Regions from separate parts of the Urocitellus parryii genome. Here region 2 is linked to region 1. The links are chromatin contacts, called in public Hi-C maps. All regions are on one chromosome and are shown on one strand. Each heading gives the region's core, a stretch centred on a gene start, on an enhancer-like site or on the middle of the called end of the contact. The rest is flanking DNA. Distances are from core to core; before and after follow the strand shown.

Region 1 (3,872 bases), core at 976-3,475:
GCATTGCACGCAGCGCCAGGCAGGTGGGCTTCACCTTCACTTGGCCAGGAAGTGCAGCTCTGGTGTCCCCCAGTGGGACTGGGCTACATCCCCGTGTTTGCTGTTCCACAATCCCTTGCCTTATTTGGGTGGAATTTTCTTCTGAAAGTCTTTTCCCTAAATACAAACAGGGGTTCTGGGTGTGGTTGATCTCTTGCCTCCTGCCTCCCTTGTTCCCCTTGTCCTCCAGCATGGGAGCTGAGGTCTCAGAGCCATCCTTGAACCCCCAAAGAGGTATTTCTGTGTTTATGTGGTCCTTTAGTTGCCAATCCAATCCACACGGAGTGACCCTGACTCCGGCTCCCTCACCGGAAGTGGGTGGTAGGACACTCACTGACTGGCAGCCTCTGAGGAGTGGAGGGGTGTGTTTGTTCATCCAGCCATCTGACAGATTCCCCCTTACAAGTCAGAGCTGCTTAAGCAAACATTTGAAGTCCACTGTGTCTTAGTCCACGGTGCTGTTGTAACGTCATACCTGAGCCAGGGTAACTTCTACAGCACATACATTTATTTCTCAGAGTTCCCAAGGCTGAGAAATACACGATAAACTTGGCCACCCCAGGTAAGGGCCTTCCTGCTGTGTTCTCATATGGCAAAGGCTGGAGGGTAAACTAGCCCAAAGCTGCTGAGCTGGAACTTCTATAAGGGCCTAAATCCTATTCCTGAGGGTGGAGCCCTCATGGCCTAATCACCTCTTAAAGGTTCCACTTCTTAATACTATCCCACTGGTAACACCTGAATTTGGGAGGTGACACATTCAAACCCCAGCACAGCAAGAATGTCTCCTCTGAATGCTTTGCTCAAGGGGAAAGGGGGAAGTTCCTAGGATTGTCAGACATCTTCAGCAACGCAGAGTCTAGCAAACGCTGATCATCAGGGCAGGGAGGTCTATTTAGATGAACTATTTCCCAGATCTGCCCAAACCAGAGGTCATCAGATAAGCAGGTGGATGGGCTGTGATCACCACCAAAGACTCCCTGTGTGCGGGAAAGTGAAACTGTCTAGGGATATAAAGCCTGGTTCTTGTGTCTCTGGTTTCACTTTCTTAAAACATTTAATCCATCTATTAAACGTGGATAAATCTCTGAATTTCGTCATGCCGGGTCCTCGAAGCTCCAAAAAACCCTAATATAGGAACAGCTGTGGTGTGAATTAGTTAGTCTAAGCTTTTGGGCTGCTTCCAACTTCGCAATTGCTCATGCCCTACAGGTCAAGGAAAGAAGTGATGTAATGCACTTAGCTGGGCCACTTTAATTACAATGGAATGGAGAGGGGGAGGGGTCACAGGCGGGGACAAGTTTGGCGCATGACTTGCCCTAGGGATGCAGGAAACAAAAACATCGACAACCATTGGTTGCGTCCACTTCCGACCCTCGGATCTAGCGGCAGGTCTGGAACCTTGAAACACACATTTCCTGGGAAGAGGGTGGCGCTATCCTCACTGTCAAACTGAAACCCAAACAGCTCAGACACGCTCACAGAGGCTGGCAGCGTCCTCCCTGCTGGGATGGGCGTGGGGCTCAGTGCTTGGCACAAGGTCCCCAGAAGGCTCCTGCGAAGCCAGCTAAGGCTGCCGGGCTCGCGCAGAGTCCGAGGAGGATCTGCGCCTGTGAAAACTGGTGACACCCGGGTTCGCTCCAACTGAGCCGCGCTGTCGTCATTCATTCGCAGTGTCCGGAGCGTCCTTCCAGAGGAAGCTGGGCTGGCCGCTGGTGCAAGTGGCCCTGAGAAGGAGTGTTAACGCGCGGCGTCCTCGGGAGCTCTGAGCAGCTAGAGACCCAGGCGGCCCCGGAGCCGGAGCTGCCGGAGCAGCCGCGCCCCAGCCGGGCTCGGCCTGGACCGCGGGGACGATCCACTCGCGTCGCCCGCAGCCCTGCCGCCGCCGAGCGGGATCCTGGGACCAAGCCACACCACTTCCTCCTCCTCCCGCTCTCCATCCTCCTCCCGCTCCTCCCGCCGCGGTGGGCCGGAGCCGGGCTGCGGAGCGGCGGGCCTGGGCGTCTGCGGCCGCGGGCGCGCGGGGGGCGGCGGCGCCGAGAGGAGGATGCTGCTCGCAGCACCCGGGTCCTCGCGGTCCTCCCGGGCCGCCCGCGGGGGTTTCGTTGTGGCCCTGGCGCCGCGGGCCGCCCCCTGGTGAAGTCGCTGGTGCCAGCCTCACCTAGCGGGCGGGCGCGCGTGTGGCCGGGAGTACGCGCCCGTGCGCGCCAGTGTGCAGGACCCGACCCGCGGCCCCTTTGTGCGTCCGCCGTCGGCGGCTGGGACCATGTGGGTGAACCCCGAGGAGGTGCTGCTGGCCAACGCGCTGTGGATCACCGAGAGGGCCAACCCGTACTTCATCCTGCAGCGGAGGAAGGGGCACGCCGGCGACGGAGGCGGCGGTGGCGGACTGGCCGGTAAGGTCCTCGGCCGCTCCCTGCGGGAGGGAGACCGCGGGCACTGCGGCCCCGCCCGCTGCTCTGGGCTGCGGGCCCCGGGGACACCGCCCGGTCCCCCGGGTCGGCCACCCGCCCCGCCAGGGTGTGTGGAAGGCGTCGGGAGTCGGGATTCTCCGACTGGGCAAGGGATGCTGCCTTTCTGACCCTGTCAGGCAATGGGGTCTTCGCGTGCTGGGCGCCCCCTTAGTGGGCGATGTTGATGAGAACCAGGATGAGTGAGTCTGGGGCGCGGGGAGCCTCATCCCTTAGGAATTGAATACGTTATTCCCTCCCCCTCCCTCCTTTAAAAAACATCGCTTTACTTATGGAAAAGAGACATGGAATGGTTAATTTTTACTTCACTGTCTTTACTGGCAATAGCAGGATCAGGTATAAAAACGCTCTTTTGTTTTTAGGGAAACAATCAGTAAGGAGCTGATGTGGTCATTTCCTATATTAGTTATGACCAAACAGAATGAATAAGAAAAAAGAAATTCTTTTGTTGCACCTAATTAGGCATTAAACAAAGCGAGTGATCTAGTTCTTTTGTAAAAAGAATTGGCTGTACTATGGCATTTTGACTAAATGCTATTATTACCTCAGTCACTTCTTCTCTGACCCCCTCACAAGGTATTACTAATGTAACTAACTGAAGCCAGGCCATTTTCAGGATTATAGTATCAATCAGACCCATATCCCAAGTAGTGCCATATCAGAAAGATCTTCCTTTATAAACTAAGTAGCACATGGCGGGAGGTTACAAATAATCTTGAACTCATACTAGAGAAATTGATCCTTCCCTTCCCCTCGTTAGAGTGAACAGAACTGGAATACTTTTTACAGTGAAAAAGTTAGCAGATGATACAGAAGTTTAACTAGGAAAGAGGCTACAGAAGAAATGACCTATGACCTCTTTAGGCTGGAGACTATTTCACTCTTTTCAGAGTTTGCCTGCTAGGTAAATTGCTTTCACAATGTCCTGCTATGAAATTAAAAAAAAAATCTTGATATGGTATATATTTTATTGTGAATATATTTATAAACTGGATTTCTCAAGATTAAAAATCAGGAGTCATATGGTACAGTATATGGTGGCATATGTTTGAAAGATTTTGCTAGTACATCTGATGGCTGATAGGCAATCTGATTTTTTTGCACTTTTCAACTAAAAGAAAATCTGTAACACTCTAGTGCCATTATGGAAATACTGACTGGTGAATTTGAATCAGAATTTTCCAATTCATTTTGTAGGCGTTATCTGAGTATAAACTTTAGTGTGTAACTTGCATATCTAATACTGGGATTAGCCTAGATAGCCCTTCTTTAAACTCCAGACAGCAATGTGGATAGTTTATCATGATAACAAAGAACATATCCAATTGGTTAACTCTCTTTGACTAATATCCACTAAGTATTTAT
Region 2 (3,872 bases), core at 899-3,398, 310 kb before region 1:
AAGGGATCTATGTTTCCCCCAAACACCAGCTCAGTAGGTCAAATATGCCACTGAAAATGTGCATAGTTGTGCTGGAGAAGAATCATTAGCACAAAGTTGGAAGCATATTAATGTCCCTCCTCCAGAAAAAAATGAACTTTGACTTTTTAACATCATGAACTGAGTTCCCAAGTTTTCTGAAGTGTGGCCAGAGAAAACAAAGATTTTATAGTAGATTTTCTTTCTCATTTTTTTTTCCTGAACCATGTAAGAGCAAGTTGCAGATAGAACACCTCGTAACAACTAAATACTTCAGTGGGCATATCCCTACAAGGACCTTCTCCACAAAACTTCATGGTAAATATTCAAATCAGGAAATAACCCCAGGTGAAATACACTACCCAATCTACAGCCTTTATTCATTTTTTTGCCAAGTGTTTAGTTTTCATTTCCAGTGCAGAAGAGGATCCAGGAACATTTGTTGCATTTAATCGTCAAGTCTTGTGTCTTCATCTTGGATCAGTTAGTTCTTCTTTCTTCTTTCTCTTTTATAAGAGTTTTAGAGAGGATAGACCTTTCATTTTGAAGGTGAGTATTTAGGAAGCAAGATTTCTGATCATTGCTTCGAGAGTCTGAATGGAGAGAGATTTGGTGTGTGTGTGTGTGTGTGTGTGTGTGTGTGTGTGTATTTAAAATTTTTTTAGTTGTCAATGGACTCTATTTTATTTATTTATATGTGGTCCTGAGAATCAAACCTAGTGCCTCACACATGCCAGGCAAGTGCTCTACCACTGAGCCACAACACAACCTGACCCATATATTTTTTTTAAAAAAAGTAATTCCATGCTCATTTTTAATCCAATCCCATATCTCAGAGTTCCTTATAATGTTTTTTTTTTAATATTTACAAATTCCTTCTCCAACAGTAAGAAGCTGGCTCCCATTTTCCTTATGAGAGTTCTTATGCTGCAGCCTTCCTGACTGCCTGTCTTCAGTCCCTAACTTCTCTAAGGGAAAGGGCACAGAAGGAGAGTCATACATTCTTCATGACACAGATTCTCCAAGCTTTGTGGCTAGAGGAAAACTGCTAAAAGATAGGTCTGGGGAATCACCGTGGTTTGCATTTTTGCAGAATCTACCTGGGGGTTTGGAGCCAATGTACTCCTCCCTCAGATCTCTGGTGGTTCAGAAACCAGCAGCCAGGCATCTCCACTTTGCCTCCTTGGGCATTAGGCACTATAAAAAGCACTGTCCCAATTGCCTAGAAGCCTATTTTCTAAAAGGAATAAGCTAGGAACACATACAAATCCAGCACATCAAATACCAGAGAGACAGATTCTTCTAAGTAGTTCTTGTGCCTGCTTCTAATTTGGGTATAGCTGGGGCTCTCTGCTCTCCCCTAACAGCCACCAGCTGTTGGTACTGCTGCCCAAAAAAAGAGAAGTTTTGCTGGTGGACATTCATTAACAGAGAGCTGTACGTGTATTCAGGTCCTGGGGAAATGGTGGACTTTTTGCTTTTTGATATGAATTGGATCCTGGTTCTATGAGTGATAGCGGGGAAATACCTGTGAGTGATTGAGAACCACCACACAAATATTTTTCAACACTTTATATTTTCGGTTTCTCAAACCAAGGAAACCATAGGTGAGAAAGGATAACAACCAAGCACTTAATTGGTAAGTAATTATGCTGTGCCACAGTTTTAAGATTACTCTAGGGAAACCGTATTCTCTGCTGAGTAGTTGTAATCTACATGCTCAACTGGAGAGCACTTGCTAAACAGTAACCCAAACAAATCTCCCTTGCTTATTGATGTTGTGAGTGCTCTGATGCCAGTCATGACAACCAAAATAAATACAGAGAGAAATGGCTCATCCAGTCTCTTTTCCTCCACAGAGTTAGACAATGTCCATTTTATAAGGAGGGAAAAATGTCACGTGTTTGTTTCCAGATGGGAGAAAAGAAGCCTGCCTATTCCTATACCCACCCCAACATAGTGGTCCCTAGACCAGCAGCATTAGATCATCTGGGAACTCCTTAGAAATGTGTGTTCTGGGGCCCAACCCAGGCCTACTAGACCAGAAACTTCACAAGGCCCATTAGTCTGTTTTAAAACTAAAGTTTAATAGACAATGTTCTAGATATTTCAGGAGCAGTGTTAAAAGACCTTAGACTAACAAGATTTAGACTTTGGTCCCGGGTCGGGTACTTAGGGAGCTCACCGTAGTTCTTCCAGCAAATGAAAAGGTTGTTTACAAGAGGCACATTTTGCTATATTTAAGGCGTAGGAAGTTGTTTCTGTACTTATAGGTCAAGGGGTCGCTTCCCCTTTTGCCCCCACCGGGATCATGTCGCAAACTGATGGTGAATGTGAGACCCGGCAGGGGTCGCTGCTGTCCATGGAGAGAGACTGAGGGAGCGTGGCAAGTGAAGCCCAGAAGCTTTGACATCACACTAAGCTCCTCCTTGCACGCACACATTATACACACACACAAACATATACAGACACTCATACACACACACACACGGACCGCGTAACTCCACTCTTCCCACTCGCTCCCATTCTCCCTGAGCCGACCCCTCCCGCGGCAAGTGTGTGTCTCGGCACAGCCATCAGCCAGGCCAGGAGCGCACGCCAGCTGCCCCAGCGAACCGGCGCGCAGTGGGGGCGGCCGCCAGGGCTGCGGCCGGACCCGCTCACCCCGGCGCTCGGCTGCGGCGGCTGGGACACTCCGCCTGCGAGCGGCCGCGCCCGCCCCCGCCGGGGCCGGAGCGGGCAGAGCTGCCACCCCGCACGCTCCTGGGCCCCCTGCCACCCCATGAGAGAAGAAGCCGGCCGAAGGAGCAGGACGCTTGGCAGCTGGACTCCTCCGCAAGCCGAAGCGCCCCCTCCTTTCTCACCCCCAGCGCTCCTGAGAAGCAAGATGCAACCGCCGCGCTTCGGCTAAGAGGCGAAGGGGCCGGCGCCACCCGCTCGCCCGGAATCTGGTCCCCGAGGCGGCTGCGCGTCCCAGCCGCGGCCCCACGGGCCCGGGAGTGAGCAGTAGCAGCAGCAGCTGGAGAAGCGGCCGGCCCGGGGTTGGCCCGGGCTGGGGAGGAGGGACGGGGCGGGAGGAGGGCGCGGGGGGCGGGGAGGGGGCCCCGGCGGATAAAGATGGCAATGTCTCTCATCCAAGCGTGCCGCAGTCTGGCTCTCTCAACATGGCTGCTTTCCTTTTGTTTCGTGCATCTGCTCTGCCTGGACTTCACCGTGGCCGAGAAGGAGGAATGGTACACCGCCTTCGTGAACATCACCTACGCCGAGCCCGCGCCGGACCCCGGGGCCGGGGCTGCGGGCGGCGGTGGCGCCGGCGCCGAGCTGCACACGGAGAAGACCGAGTGCGGGCGCTACGGGGAGCACTCGCCCAAGCAGGACGCCCGCGGGGAGGTGGTCATGGCCAGCTCGGCCCACGATCGCCTGGCTTGCGACCCCAACACCAAGTTCGCCGCGCCGACCCACGGCAAGAACTGGATAGCCCTCATCCCCAAGGGCAACTGCACGTACAGGGATAAGATCCGGAACGCGTTCCTGCAGAACGCCTCCGCTGTGGTTATCTTCAACGCGGGCTCCAACACCAACGAGACCATCACCATGCCCCACGCAGGTAAGCTGCCCCGGACGGTGCTGGGCGGGTGCGGGGGAGGGGAGACCCAGAGGACGGAGGCGCCGAGAAAGATCCAGTGCCTGCAGCCCAGATCCTTTCTGGAAAGTCCGTGCTGCGCGGAAGACGCGTCTCGGTTCCCCGGACCTATTAAGTTTTGCCCCGCGTCACTTTGGGGGCGGGGGATTACAAAGAGTAGAGGATGCACTATATTGGGCAAATATCAAAGAGCTTGACATAGCGCCGCTCG

Evidence for each region. A called contact is a pair of places that touch in the nucleus more often than the background predicts.
Region 2: a contact with region 1 is called in a Hi-C map of liver, with 6 times the contacts expected there. The contact joins the promoter of Rnf150 here to the promoter of Tbc1d9 in region 1. A contact is called at or near these places in 2 of 2 Hi-C or Micro-C datasets (liver and muscle).

The regions. Positions count from the first base shown.
Region 1 is chr10:16,787,968-16,791,839 of mUroPar1.hap1, reverse strand. Tbc1d9 (TBC1 domain family member 9) reads left to right here and starts at 2,225. Exons shown (of 21, transcript XM_026386208.2): 1 at 2,225-2,432. The coding sequence starts at 2,303.
Region 2 is chr10:17,096,473-17,100,344 of mUroPar1.hap1, reverse strand. It overlaps Rnf150 (ring finger protein 150), which reads left to right and starts at 2,148. Exons shown (of 7, transcript XM_026386172.2): 1 at 2,148-3,625. The coding sequence starts at 3,136.